2 separate regions of the Mus musculus genome follow, and region 2 is linked to region 1. A link is a contact called in public promoter capture Hi-C data. All regions are on one chromosome and are shown on one strand. The core of a region is the stretch at or near the end of the contact, and the rest is flanking DNA. Distances in the headings are between cores, read along the strand shown.

What was found. Capture Hi-C pulls out chosen DNA fragments and counts their contacts.
Region 2: a contact with region 1 is called in a promoter capture Hi-C map of liver. The contact joins two enhancer-like sites. A contact is called at or near these places in 1 of 15 datasets of contacts at CTCF or cohesin (large pre-B cells), 2 of 484 Hi-C or Micro-C datasets (both in liver), 2 of 115 datasets of contacts at active chromatin or transcription factors (the 230-238 cell line and embryonic stem cells) and 3 of 9 other capture datasets (adipose tissue, liver and pancreatic islet).

The regions. Positions count from the first base shown.
Region 1 is chr13:12,430,756-12,437,820 of GRCm38.p6, forward strand. Heatr1 (HEAT repeat containing 1) reads left to right here. Exons shown (of 45, transcript NM_144835.4): 35 at 156-296; 36 at 925-1,217; 37 at 1,874-2,024; 38 at 2,857-3,015; 39 at 3,162-3,296; 40 at 3,432-3,536; 41 at 3,619-3,787; 42 at 4,292-4,446; 43 at 4,915-5,073. Among named protein-coding and RNA genes, the nearest start is that of Lgals8, 27 kb to the right of the region's middle. Within about 2 kb of position 3,371, at least 3 of the 459 cell types and tissues checked have an H3K27ac peak or open chromatin away from gene starts, as enhancers often do. A contact at or near this core is called in liver, where this site is marked.
Region 2 is chr13:12,541,146-12,548,210 of GRCm38.p6, forward strand. No RefSeq gene overlaps it. Among named protein-coding and RNA genes, the nearest start is that of Ero1b, 21 kb to the right of the region's middle. Within about 2 kb of position 3,261, at least 11 of the 459 cell types and tissues checked have an H3K27ac peak or open chromatin away from gene starts, as enhancers often do. A contact at or near this core is called in liver, where this site is marked.

The DNA of each region.
Region 1 (7,065 bases), core at 2,121-4,620:
GTGACTTGTGGGACATGCCTGTAGTCCCAGCTCTCAAATCGGAATTCAAGGCTAGCCTGGGCTACATGGATATGCTGTCTGTTAAAATCATAAAGTCTGTCTTACAGAGTTGAGTTCTCCTTTTTGTTTGGTGTTCAATGTTCCCTTCTCTGTAGGTCAATGCCTTGCTGCCCACAGAAACATTCATCTCTGTGATTAGAGGGCTGGTGGGCAACCCCCTGCCGTCTGTGCGTCGGAAGGCGCTGGATCTTTTGAATAACAAGCTCCAGCAGCACACATTCTGGAGGAAGAAAATGGTAAGTGAGGGCCCTATTGCAAGCCTGCAGGGCTTCCTCTGCTGCTTAGCTCGCCCACGGTTCTCTGGCACACCATGGGAAATGGAAGGCTCTTATGATCTGGATTGGCATACTGTGTGTGATGTGTGAGAGAGCAAGACACCCGCTGTGGCTCCTCATGCTAGAGATGTGCTAAGGAAGATCTGAGGATGGAATTCCTAATGCACTTCTGCTTGCTGTGACCCAGGCAGCCCTGGCTGAAGCATATTTGCCTCTTCTCGCCGGGACACTGTATGGATCAGCAGTTGGTCAGACAGTTTGTGCATATGCTTAGCAGTAAGAGAGGCGGATGGCAGTGGCACTGAGGAGACCGAGAGGCTCTCGAGTTCACGCCCCGTCTAGGCTGTCTAGTGAGTTCAGGGTCAGTCTTAACAGTAAAAAGAAGTCTGAAGCTGGAGCTCTGTGGCTGGATTACTGTGTAGCATGACCAAGACCCTAGCTGACTGCTCTACACTGGGGGTGGGGGAAGAACAGTTGCTTGAATGTGGTTGTGTGACTTGGGACTCAGACCCAAGCAGGGGAGATGGGAAAGAAGACTGGCCCTTCTTGTAGCTCTGATTACAGGTTGTTTTGGCTTCCATTTCTTCAGGTCCACCGCTTTCTCAAACTGGTTCCAGTCCTTCTGGCCATTGTGCAACATAAGAAAAGGGAGGCAGAGGATGAACAGGCAATTAACAGACAGACAGCGCTGTACACCCTGAAACTCCTGTGCAAGAACTTCGGGGCACAGAACCGAGAGCCTTTCATACCAGTTCTCAGCACTGCAGTAAAGCTGATAGAACCAGAGAAAAAGGAGGAGAAGAATGTCCTGGGAAGCGCCCTGCTGTGCATAGCAGAGGTGACGTCCACTCTGGAAGCGCTGGCCATCCCCCAGCTGCCCAGGTACCTAGGAACAGGAGCCACTACAACGGAAATGGGGAAGGAATGCGTTCAGGGCTTCGGCTTCTTGAATAGAAAGTAAAGGAAAATAGAGTAGTGAAAGAATTGATCTTTTCTTTGCTCTGGAAAGTGCACCATTTCCTGTGACCTTCAGACATTGCTTGGCGATGTTCTTCCTTTCCAGAGTCGCAGTGCTTAGGGAGCAGCGGAAGCATGGCCAGAGCAGCCGTTTGCTGTGGCAGAGGCAAGCTGGGCGCTCCTGACTCTGCATTTGGCTCTGACCATAGCCTGCTAGCATTGTAACAAGTTACTAATCTTAAAACCCTGCCATCTGTAATACAGGGCCATATCCTCTACACACACAGACACACACACACACACACACACACCGTGTTTCTCTTTATAGGCCTTGTTGTGCTCTGCACATGTTCAGCCATTGAAGACATTCCTTTTCACGGCTACCATGTGTCAGCACTGTTGGCACCAAGGATTTTTTTGGATCTAGTAGTAGAAAATGTACAGGCAGTATTCTGCATACTGTGGGTTACAGTGTTGTGTAGCAAACACAGCTGGCTGAGAGTTTTTCTTCATGTCCCCAGCTCCCTTCTTCAGTGTTTGTGGCTTGAAGCTGCTCTAACACACTTGTTCCTTCTTGCCAGCCTGATGCCTTCGCTGCTGACAGCCATGAAGAGCACCAGTGAGTTGGTCCACAGTGAGGTCTGCCTGCTCAGCGCCCTGGCTGCCCTGCACAAAGTCGTTGAGACTCTGCCACACTTCATCAGCCCCTACCTGGAAGGCCTTCTGACCCAGGTGGGTTTGGTTATTGTGACTTGCTGCTCAGGGTGGCCAGGGGGACAGTTTCACCCCTCAGTCATCTTACTGGCTCGCTCTTCCTATGATTCATTATGTGATTCTTGTTTCCAAACAGAGGTGTGTGTCTGTTGAACATGTACCTCTTTCTCTTTCGTTGTCATCTCTGCTTCATCATGGAACCAACAGGCAAAATAGGGTGTCTTTCTTTCAGCTGTGTGTGATGTACAGCTTTTATTTACCTTAGATCGTTGAGGGTGGCAGGAAGAGTTGCCCGCTGTTATTTAGGAAATTAGTATGGCTGTGGCTTTGATGGGAAAGCGTCTTTAGCTGTAAGGTGTTTCATATAGTGGGCTTCTTCCTTTACAGGTGAGCTGTTGCCTGTCAGCACACTGTGAGCGAGTGGCATTAGCTGAAAATAGCCATGAAAGTCAGTCCTCCTTGACCAGGTTACTAGTGTTCTGGTTTGTGATTCCTTGCCGTGTGAAGCTGAGTCTTGACTGCCATGGTGCCAGTGACTTGACATTCATTGTCTTCAGCAAGGGCTCAAAGCTGCTGTCTCTTGGAAGGGGGCTAAGCTGATGGAGTCTTCCTCAGCTGCTTTTAGTGAGCAAGAACCTGAGTTGTAGGAAAGCCATCGATCGGGCTGAGAGTTCTCTGTACTCCTGCGCTCGACATTCACCTTCTTCATCGGCTTCCAGTCAGGGGAGTCATCCACTCAGTTTCATCTGCAGATAATCAGTTTGCTTTAGAAGAGTTATTTGTTCATCCTGTGAGTGTGCTTGCCAGCACAGTCCAGTGCCCTCAGTCACTGTTTTTCATGTTCCTGCAGGTGATTCACCTAGAGAAAATCACTAGAGAAATGGGTTCTGCCTCACAGGCTAACATTCGCCTGACAGCTCTTAAAAAGACCCTGGCCACTGAGCTCTCACCTCGAGTCCTACTGCCAGCCATTAGCAAGACTTTCAAACAGATCCAGAAGAACTGGAAGGTGAGTGTTAACTGTTGATCTCTGGAGCGGGAAGGTGGTGCTGAATGCTCAGTGTTCGTGTCTGGGAGCATAGCATCGTTCACTTCTGTGAGGATGCACTGAGCTCTAAGACAAGGCAAACATATTCTCTGCTGTATTCACGGTAGAATCACATGGGCCCATTTATGAGCATCTTACAAGAGCACATTGGGGTGATGAAGAAGGAAGAGCTCTTATCTCACCAGTCTCAGCTGACCACATTTTTCCTGGAAGCCCTGGACTTCCGGGCACAGCATTCAGAGGTGAGCTGGTCCCCACTCCCCAGGCCCTGAAGCTGTCATTTCCTATCTGTGCAAGAGCCAGATTAATTTTTAACAGTGTAGCATTTGTCCTTGCCAAAACATTGAGTCCATGCCAATTAGTTCCTTTCTTTTCAGGACGATCTAGAGGAAGTTGGGAAAACGGAAGGTTGGATCATTGACTGTCTAGTGGCCATGGTGGTGAAGCTCTCAGAGGTCACATTCAGGCCTCTCTTCTTCAAGGTGAGCCTTTCTTACCTGCATGTCATGCTCACTGTCACTGGCAGGGTGAGTAGATGATGTCACTGTTCTCTCCTGGTTGTAGCTGTTTGATTGGGCCAAGACAGAAGATGCGCCGAAGGACAGGCTGTTGACATTTTACAATCTGGCTGACTGCATTGCTGAGAAGTTGAAAGGCCTTTTCACTCTGTTTGCTGGCCACTTGGTGAAACCTTTTGCTGATACCTTGAACCAAGTAAACATCTCCAAAACAGGTTGGTAGCTCCTTTGGGCCAAGGCACCCGTGTCCGTGTGTCTGACACAGGCACGTAGACAAGACCTAGAGCTCAGAAAAGACTTACAATCCTTGGTGTAAGGATGGTGAACTTTTACTTTGCCATATTTTCTATTATGTTAGAACAAATAATCGACATAAGAGAAAGGGTAAAGTGGGCATTATTACTCATTATTGGTAGTAGCTGTATAATTTGGGACTGGAGACAGCCCAGTGGTAGAGTGTGTCCCTGATATAGGTAAGGTCATGGGTTCCTCCCCAGGTTTGGATCGGTCTGTCCTTTGCTGATAATTATCTGAACTTGCTCAACTTAAGCACCACAGTCTTAGCTCTAAAGGAGAGCCCCATCTGTGGACACCATTGTTTGGTGTTGTACCATTTACAGCTTCTAGGTCATTCGCACAGTCTCCTAGCTGTAGTTATGGCAGTGTCTCTAAGCACCAGGACTGAGTGTTTTGCATTTGTACTCTTTCCCTGCATACAGACGAAGCCTTCTTTGACTCCGAACGTGACCCTGAAAAGTGCTGCTTGTTGCTGCAGTTTATCTTGAACTGCTTGTATAAGGTCTTCCTTTTTGACACCCAGAATTTCATGAGTAGGGAGAGAGCAGAAGCCCTGATGATGCCCCTGGTGGATCAGGTAACCCACTGCAAGGCCTTCTGTCACTGAGGCCTCCTGGATCCGTCTCTGCAGGGTTTGTATATGTGACATGATAGCTTACAAGGCTTAGTCATACAGTGTTTTCAGGAGACGGATCCTTTAAGGAAAATGTTACTCAAAAATGGATTTTCCATGGGTTTGACTTGTCTTTATTGTGGAGTTCATTGAGTTTTACTTGGGAATTTCAAAAGGAAAGAAATAAGATCTCATTGTCAGTTTATCCATTGAAAAGGTTTGTTAACTATTGTTAAAGGAGCCTCGCTGAGCATGGCTGCTCCCACAGGAAAGTTCCACCACCCCAGGTCTTCCAGAGGGAGAAGTTGGTGCTAAGGGCTTTTGCAGCTGTTTGAGATCCAGAGGGAAGAAGTTGGCCCTAGAGACAAGATTAGTATGGGGAGAACTTACTTTTTGAGCCTGTTAATGCTGACAGCCCATGTATCTTCCCAGCTGGAAAACAGGCTTGGAGGAGAAGAAAGGTTTCAGGAACGGGTAACCAAGTACCTGGTGCCCTGCATCGCACAGTTCTCTGTGGCCATGGCAGATGACTCCATGTGGAAACCCCTGAACTACCAGATTTTGCTGAAGACAAGAGACTCTTCCCCTAAGGTGAGCACTGGGAGTCAGTCTCAGATGCCGCATTCCCCTGGTGGGTGTTGCCTAAATGCCCACCTGGAGTCATGATGTCAGCCGGGGTACTGACAGGGACAGCCTGGCCCTAGGCCCGCACTACTAGAGGTCTGAGCTGCTGTATAATATGGAGTTCTAGCTTTCATAAAGAACTCTTGGGCTGGGAAGATGATTCAGTTGATGAAGTGCCTGTTGTGCAAGCATATGAACAAAGTTTGACCTCTAGAATTCACATAGAAAGCCACCTGCTAGGGGCTAGAGAGACGGCTCAGCACTTGGGAGTTGGCTTCTCTTCCAGAGGACCCAAGTTCAATTACCAGTACCCACATGGTGGCTCACAACTTTTTATGGCTCCACTTCCAATGGCTTTGCCCACTTTACTCAGATATACACTCAGACAAAACACCAATGCACATAAAACATAAGTAAATCATTTAAGGAAGAAAAAAAGAAAGCCAGCATGCTGGCATGTATCTGAGAGTTACATGCAAAACTGAGAGATTCGCTGGAAAAAATTAAAGTGTGGCACCTGAGGAACAGCACTTGAAATTGGCCTCTGACCTTCAGATGCATGTGTGCACAAGTGCACACTCAGCCACCACACACACGTATATACAGTAAAGAATTCCTGATTTCTTCTGTAGGCTCTCATAAATAGCTATATTTCACAGTGCCCTAGGTAAAGTAGGCAGGAGCATTAGCATACTAAATACCACTGGTTAGAAATGAGTGCCGTGGTACATTGAGTGAAGTTAACATTCCTTACCTGGAATTTTCTAGCCGTTTTATTAATAAATCACCACTATCAAACTATCAAATAAGAGCTTCACTGGGGGACTGGAGAGATTGGCTCAGCGGTTAAGAGCACCAACTGCTCTTCCAGAGGTCCCAAGTTCCCAGCAACCTCATTGTGGCACACAACCATCTGTAATGGGATCTGATGCCCTCTTCTGGTGTGTCTGGAGAGCAATGGTGTGTGTGTGTGTGTGTGTGTGTGTGTGTGTGTGTGTGTGTGTGTGTGTGTGTGTATGTGTGTGTGTGTGTGTGTATCTTTGAAAAAAAGAAAGAGCCTCACTGATAAGCAGCCCAAAGTCGGAGTCATTCAATTGATCACATTTCTAGGAGTTAAAAACAGTAAAGCTATTTATCATATGGTTGCAGAAACAAATTTTAGTATTTTATCTTGATTACTGTTAGGAAAATCTTGATTAAATATAATTATGAAAATTACTCCAAATTAGAAAGGGGGCTATTTTGTTTCAGTGGCCTGCTATTAATACCTCATAGCTACTTGCATTGCTTATGATAGGCAAGGTGTGTGGAGAGAAACACCTAAGCTTTTGTTCAGTGCTGGAAGGAAACTAGCCTAGTGGGAGTCTCGGTCATTCAGGGACTGCCAGAGGTGCTGCATCACCAGGTTGGCACAGTCTAGGCAACCCAACAAACCGCCTCCACCTAGGCCTATGCTAGGACTCCCTGAAGTTTACATGTGGTGGTGTTTTGTTTTACATTTATGTATTAGGGTGGGGGCATAAGCTTGCTGTTGGGGGGGGGGGTCAGAGGACAACTTGCAAGAGTCAGTTCTCTTCTTCCCCCATTAAGTGGGTCCTGAGGATTGAGCTCAGGCCACAAGGCTTGGTGGCAGCACCTTTACCCACTGAGCCATCTTACTGGCTTCTCTGTGGTTTTTCTGTTTTGGTTTGGTTTGGTTTGGTTTGGTTTGGTTTGGTTTGGTTTTTATTCACATTTTAAAGAGCTACAGTGCTAGAACACAGTTTGAAAAACTGTTATGTAGACTACCAGCTCTCAAATGGCTACATAGTAGTTCTTTTTGTGGTAGACACTGAGTGATCACAGTGAGGGTGTAAAAGAGCACTCAGTGTACAAAGCACCATCTGCATGCGGGTCAGGCCTCACAGGAGTGAGCAGCAGTAGGGACAGACGACACGGTCTCATTCTTGATGACTGCTC
Region 2 (7,065 bases), core at 2,011-4,510, 110 kb after region 1:
TTACCTGCCCCTGTGTCTTAAAGTGTTACAATATTTCCCTGCAGCACTTTCAGATCTTAGAACCACTTTGAATAGATTTTTTTTTTTTTTTTTTTTTTTTTTGTTCAGGGAGGGAGATCCGGGTCTGGTTTCATTCTTCTCCAAATGCAGATGGCAACAGTGCTGAAGCCAATCCACAGATGCTGCTCAACCCCCATCAAACCCCAATGAAGTCTTCGCAGAACTGGGAAAGTGACCTGAAAACAAAACAGATCCCAAATAGTCCTTAGCAGAAAGAGCCATGCTGGAACTATCATAATACTCAATCTGCAAGTGTATTACAGAGACATAGTAACCAAGCCAACGTGTCACTGACGCAAACAAACAAACAAACAAACGAACATGCAGACCCATAAATAGATCAGAGGACCCAGAAATAAACTCACACAGGTATGGCCACCTAACTTTGGACAAAGGTGTTAAAAGCATGCGTTGGGGGTAAAAAACAGTCTCTAACAAGTTGTACTATCTGTGAGTATTTCTCAGATACAACAGCTCCATGGCAGTGCGTGAACAGGAGTCGACTTTGCAGCCAAGGAGCTAGGGAACAAGAAGCTATCTGAGCTTCTGGGCACTGTACTAGCTCATAGGGGAGTGCTAGGGAAGTTACTTCTAACTCCATTCGCACAAATCCTATTCTATACCAGCCCCTTTATTAGCTGGGAGCTGGTATGGAAGACACTGCTGGTCCTGTTGTTGGACACCAGCCCAAATCAGAAGAAAGCTATAGGAAGGAGAGCTGCTCTGAGGCAGGTCTGGGGCTGCGTGTTTGCACCTGCGCAGCAGGTGGGGTACCCAGTTTCTGAAATCAGCTTCAGCTTGGATCTCAAGAGCCTGGGTGTCTGAACAAGAAGAAGCCCATTTTTTGGGAAGCCTGAACCTTGGTCTCGAGAGCCAGGGTACAGAAAGCATTTCGAGATCCCAACAGCAAGACGTTGGGAAAAAGACCAGAAGGGGGCGAGGTGGACACAGAGGGCGGAGGAGCCGGTTTAGCTGTCACATTCTACCCATGTTTTGGAGTCCACGTGGTTTACAGTCATTGGTCATAGAGGAGCCGCGGGCGGAGCCATGAAGTGGCCGGCTCAGCTTGAAGGGTGTGGTGATGCAGAATGGGCGAGGCCTCGATGCAAATCAGCTTTCTTGCTGCCTTGCAAGGGTAAGGACCTCTTTTGACCCCTGAGTCACAAAACCCGACCTGGAGGACATTAGGTAGCTTGCGTCCACTTGTGAGCTGCTCAGGAGCAAAGCTGTGGAGTGGTGACTTTGGAGCGGTTGGGAAGAACAAACCTGGGCTTCAGATCAGCCCACTGTAGGGGGGAAAAGCCCAATCCTTTGACTGGCTAAGAGGATGGGCAGGAAGAGGGACAGCCACATCCATAGGATGACTCGGAATGGTCCTTCCTGATGCTTTTCTCGCCTCAGTGGGTTTATCCTGTCATCCCTTGGGGCCCCTTCTGGGACGTTTCCAGCTGTGGGTTTGCTTCCGCAGCTGTTTTCAATTTCTAAGATCTTTGGGGAATGCATTTCCTCTGTCACTTCTGATGGGATATTCTTGCTGACGCCTGTTCTTTAATTATACAGAGTTTGATGGCTGTTATTATACATTCAGCACTGTGCTTTGTGTAGAGAACAGGCTGCAGCCAGGAGGAAGAGACATGGAACTGGCTTTACCAGTCAGTCAGTTTACTTCAGTTTTCACTCTAAGAATAGCACACATTAATCTCTAGCCTACACAATATGTTGCTCGTACAAACGAACTTTCTTCAAACTGACAGCTCTCATTTCTCACCCCTCTTTAGAACCATTAATCATTTAAAACTTTATCCCGAATTGATCTGATTATCTTCCCTCTCTTGTCTAGTAAAGAAGAGTTGAGTTTTATAGCTCTGTAAATAGACAGAAGGAAAACAATAGGCTCACTCTAATTCCTTTTATCTTGAGAACTTGCCAAAGAGAGGAGAAAATAAATACCAACAGTCTTATCACCTATCACAAATGACAAGTCACACTTAAGTCAAGATGTAATTCAGGACATAAATCACCAGCCACCTCAGGTAGGTCGGTCACCCACCTCATGACAGCTGTACGCCAGGTAAATAAAAGTTGTTATCAAGCCCTGCTGGCTTGTTAATCACAACGGAACCTCCTTCCAAAACTACAGCTAAATTGCCAGTTCCGTGTTAATTCCATGGCATTGACGCTAACACAGTGAGATGATTCCTACGCCAGAAACCCACAGCACTCAACTGGCAACAATACCCTTGATTGTATCAAGAACAAGTAAGTTGTCATTGCAATTTTCTTAATTATACAATTGCTTAACTATTGTAGTGACATAGAAAGAACCATGCACTTATATTGTCTGTCAAACAGGCACCAACTAAAGGATTTTTTTTCCTCTTTAGATGGCAGTCCCTGTGATGGCAAAGCCACACATATTTAGGAACTTGGCAGACTATTTGCCAGTTGGATGGTATGCCATAAGCTTTTCTTAAAATTTCCTTTATTATGTATTATTATGGGGGGCCTGTATATGCACATATGTGGGTGGGTGTCCCCCCAGTCTTTTTTTTTTAATTTTTATGAATGATCTCCTACTGGCATGGAATTTGCCAAGCAGGGTAGTCTGGCTGGATGAGGATCTCCAGGGCACACCTGTGTCTACCTCCCTGCTATTACTGGGATCACAAGCAGGTGCCTCCAGACCTAAGCCTTTTACACTGGTTCCGGGAATTGAACTCAGGTCCGCATGTTCATATAGTAAGCACTTTACTGACTTAGATATGGGCTTGACAAATGATCAAGTAGACAGTTAATTCACAAGGTTAGAGTTCACAGGAGCATTGTGGGAACGTTCCACTTGAAGGAAAAGCATCTGACCCTAGATGTGAACAGCTTATCAGAGGTTGGGGCCAGGCTAGCACAAAGGTGGAGCGAGAACCAAGTTCTAGAAGCTTCCTGTATGCAACGTCAGATCTCCTGGATTCAAATCTTGCTTCTTTGCTATTTCTTGGCTTGTAACCCTGTTTTATAAATTATGAACTGGTTCAAAGTGGTAGCTGCCTGGAGGGTGATATTAGTGTTCTATGCATTAGTGATCTGGTCAGGAATTCATCCCAGTTCTTGGGACATGCACACACCACATGCAAACACCTGGCAGGCCAGAAATGTTTCAGCATTGAAGTAGCTTATCAGTGCACTTTGTACCCATGGCTGGTGGCCTTTGTGTCAAAAGATCGTTAAAGGAGATTTTTCCTATGGGACGCCGAGCTAAACTGTGTACACCATGGGAGTGCAGCACCTGGGGGTTTTGTGACAGCTGTGTGTCAAGATTAAAAGGTGCCATGGCAGGCTTCAAGGTAGTTCCTCACCTCCAATAAATGATCTATCATGAACTCTGTTAGTTAAGGTCTGATCTCTCAGAGAGCATATCGAACAGGCTGGTAATCTGTTCAAATTACTTTTGTTTGTTTGAAATTTTATTTCTGTGTGCGTTCCCATGTGAGTACATGGTGCAGTAGAGCCACAGGTGTGTGTACATGTGCGGGTCAGAGGTCAACCCAAGGTGTCAGTCTTCACCTTTTACCTCACTTGAGATGGGGTCAAGGGGTCTCTTCTTTCCTGCTCAGTGATGCACAATCCAGTCTGCTGGTCTATGAGCTTCTGGGAGTTTTACTGTCTCACCTCCTGTGAATTGAATGGTCCATGGGATTATAGATGCAAACTACTTTGCTTGGATTTACATGGGCCCTTGGATTTACATGAGTCCTCTGAACTCGTGTCTTTATGCTTACAGGGCAAGCACTTTACCTGCTGAGCCATCGTCCTGGCTCGAATCCATTGTATTGACTCAGGACAATGAGGCCAGTGTCTCCTTAGGAGCCTTATAACCTTCTACCAGCCCTGGGCTCCCCTGGAGTCTGATGCCAGCCTAAGCAAGATACAGAGATCAATTCTGATGACTGTGGCAGATTCCTGGAAATGGGGACTGAGATGTTGTCTTGGGGACACACTGTCATAGGGACTGGAAGAACTCATCAAGGGATGGAATAGCAAGGCAGATCTGCGGATATCGTAGAGGAAGGAACAGTCATCAACCAAGCAGTGGTCCTTGTGGGAAGTCAGACCTGTGCATGGCCATATGGACACGGTGGTTCTGGTGATGGTCATGATTGCAGGGCTGCAATGACTCCTGTGACTCTGGCAGCTGGCTTTCCTAGTGCCTATGCTCACAGCTGGGTTAACAAAAGAATCGCTGTTTGGTTTTCTAGTTCCAACTGCTGCCTACCCTTTCAGTGTTGACAGACTGTCACTCCAAAGGCAGTTTGTACCTGTTAGAATTTGGGGTGCTTATATGCACAGTGGGGAGTGGCCTAAGATCAGGGACATGGGTCTCTGAACCCAGTCTTCCTTGCTCTTCAGAGGCTAGGAAACTCAGTCTTGTCTACATCCTGGAGCCCCCTGTGGAGTTCTATGAACATGGTGGTTTGAATGAGAATGGTCTCCACAGGCTCATATGTATCAACATTTGGTTGCCAGTTTAGGGAAATGTTTGGGAAGGATTAAGAGGTGTGGCCATGTTGGAAGAGGTGCATCTCTAGGAGTGGGATACACTCTCTCTGCCACTTGCTTGTGTCTCATGATGTAAGCTCTCAGTTACCGATCCAGCACCATGTTTGCCTGCTTGCCTGCTGCTATGCTATATACCCTGACAGTCATGGACTCTCCCTCTGATATTGAAAGCCCCCAACAAAGTCTTTTTTCCTTGGTTGCCTTGGTCATGGTGTCTTATCATACTTATCATAGCAGATACTGGTTTTGGATGTTAGAAATTTGTATGTTTCTGTTATTCACAGCCTCTTATTCTCTCTCTCTCTCTCTCTCTCTCTCTCTCTCTCTCTCTCTCTCTCTCTCTGTGTGTGTGTGTGCATACATGGTATATGTGCATGTACCATGTGTGTGCATGCAGAGGTCTGAGGAGAATGTCAGGTGTCTTCCTCCATCTTTTGAGACAGAATTTCTTGCTGAACCTGAAACATACCCTTTGGACTAGGCTGGTTACCCAATGAGCTCCTGGGATCCGTCTGTCTCAGACCCCAACACTGAGATTATAGGCACACGTGGCTATGCTCAGTTTTTTAATATAGGTGACAGGAGTTCGAACTCAGGTTCAAATATGAACTCTTACCCACTGAGCTATCTTTCCAGCTCCTGATCCCTTGTTAGCTTTATAGTTAGATCTGTACTGGGCCTTGGTCCAGTCAAGTGCACACATTGTGTGCCCAGTTGTATAGCCTACTTTCTTTCTCCTATGACACTAACATCTACTTTAACAGTAGTAGTTAATACTACTAATTTTGTGCTTCTAAATAAATTAGGAATATTAATTAGCTAACCTTTGCTGTTATGTGTCCACAAGATGCTAGGTGCTGCTGTGGGTTTAGTAGAACATGACTAACATTGTCTATTTAAGGAAACCTGTTAAAGCTGTCATGTCTGTCCTTGTTTGTTGTTTTAGGGGTGTTACTTAATGCCATTGGGAGTGCGTGCTCCAGCTGGGATATGGCTGATGGCTCTGCTGCAAAGAAGGGCTGTTTCTTATTCCATGAACTCAGAGCTGAGCCCAAGCTGAGTTCAGGAAGAGGCAGGGGTCAAAAATGTATTTTCCTACTTGAGTTTCTGTGGAATCTAAATATAGCTGGGTGTGGTTGCACATCTGTAATCCCACCACTCAGGAAGCTGGGGTAGGAAGGTCACATGACTGAGATTATCCTATGAGAGAGAGAGACAGAGACAGAGACACAGACAGAGACAGAGATAGAGATTCTAAGAAAAGGTCAGAGAACTTAATAGCAAACAAGAACTCACAGATATAAATCCTGTCCTTTATAACACAGAACACATAAGCATCAAAATTCAGTTGGCTCCCCAGTCACAGCATCGTGCTATTTAAAATGCAAATCGGGTTATTATGTTTTCAAGGTAACACTTGCACGTTGAAATAGAGCTGTTCTTCATCCTCTTCCTTATTCATTAAGGTGACAAGTGAACGAAACCCAGCCTGAGGAATGACCCTGCCCTGACTAGAGCCAAGCAAATGAGAATACTCAATGAAATCTAATCCACACTTGCCCCAGTGCACAGAGTCATCTAACAGCAAGTCTGAAACCTCTTCCACAAATAACATCCTCCCAATCCAGGGGAGAAAACCTGGAACTGATGCTAAGATGGTTGGATCTCTTGGGCTGGGGATGTATGTAGGCAGTTATGAGAGTCCTTTACCTAGTATGGACAGAGCAAAATCCTGGGCTTGAAAAAAAAGATTTATATATATATATATATATATATATATATAAATATATAAATATATATAAATATATATATATATATATATATATATGAAAATCAAATTCACCATGTGTCTTTGAGGTATTAAATGGTGCTATGGGAAGAAAACTAACATATCCACAGACATTAATTATCCACATACTACATAGTTACTCATTTTGCTCCAGTGACAAGAGTAGTTAGAATCTAATTCTTTGGACTCAGTCCCAGATGCAGTAGATTGGTATTACCCACCCTCTCCTGTGATGCATTTACATACGTAGGCTTGTTTGATGTCACACTCACTCACTGCTCTGCACCCGCTTCTCCCCTGCTCCGCCTGCTTCCTAGAACTAGTTATTCTCTCCGTATATTTGAATTCCCCCCTTCTCTTCTTCCCTTCCTTCTGTTCATGTGAAAAGCACAGCCCTCATCTTAAAGGGAACAAGAGATTGTTTATTCTGGAGCCGTGGCCCTGGCCCTGGAGCACAGATTTAAGTTACTCTAATTTCCATATTTCAACGTGGAAGCAGTTTCATGAGGTTTTATAGTTTTACAGAATGAAGAGAGTCATAGATCAAGACATGTTTAAAACACATTGGTGAGGTTATCAGAGAGGTGGCTACAGAAAGATGGGGAAACCTTTCCTATAGGCCCAGGATACTATCTGATGACAGTCTTAGCTTTAGGGTTACTGGA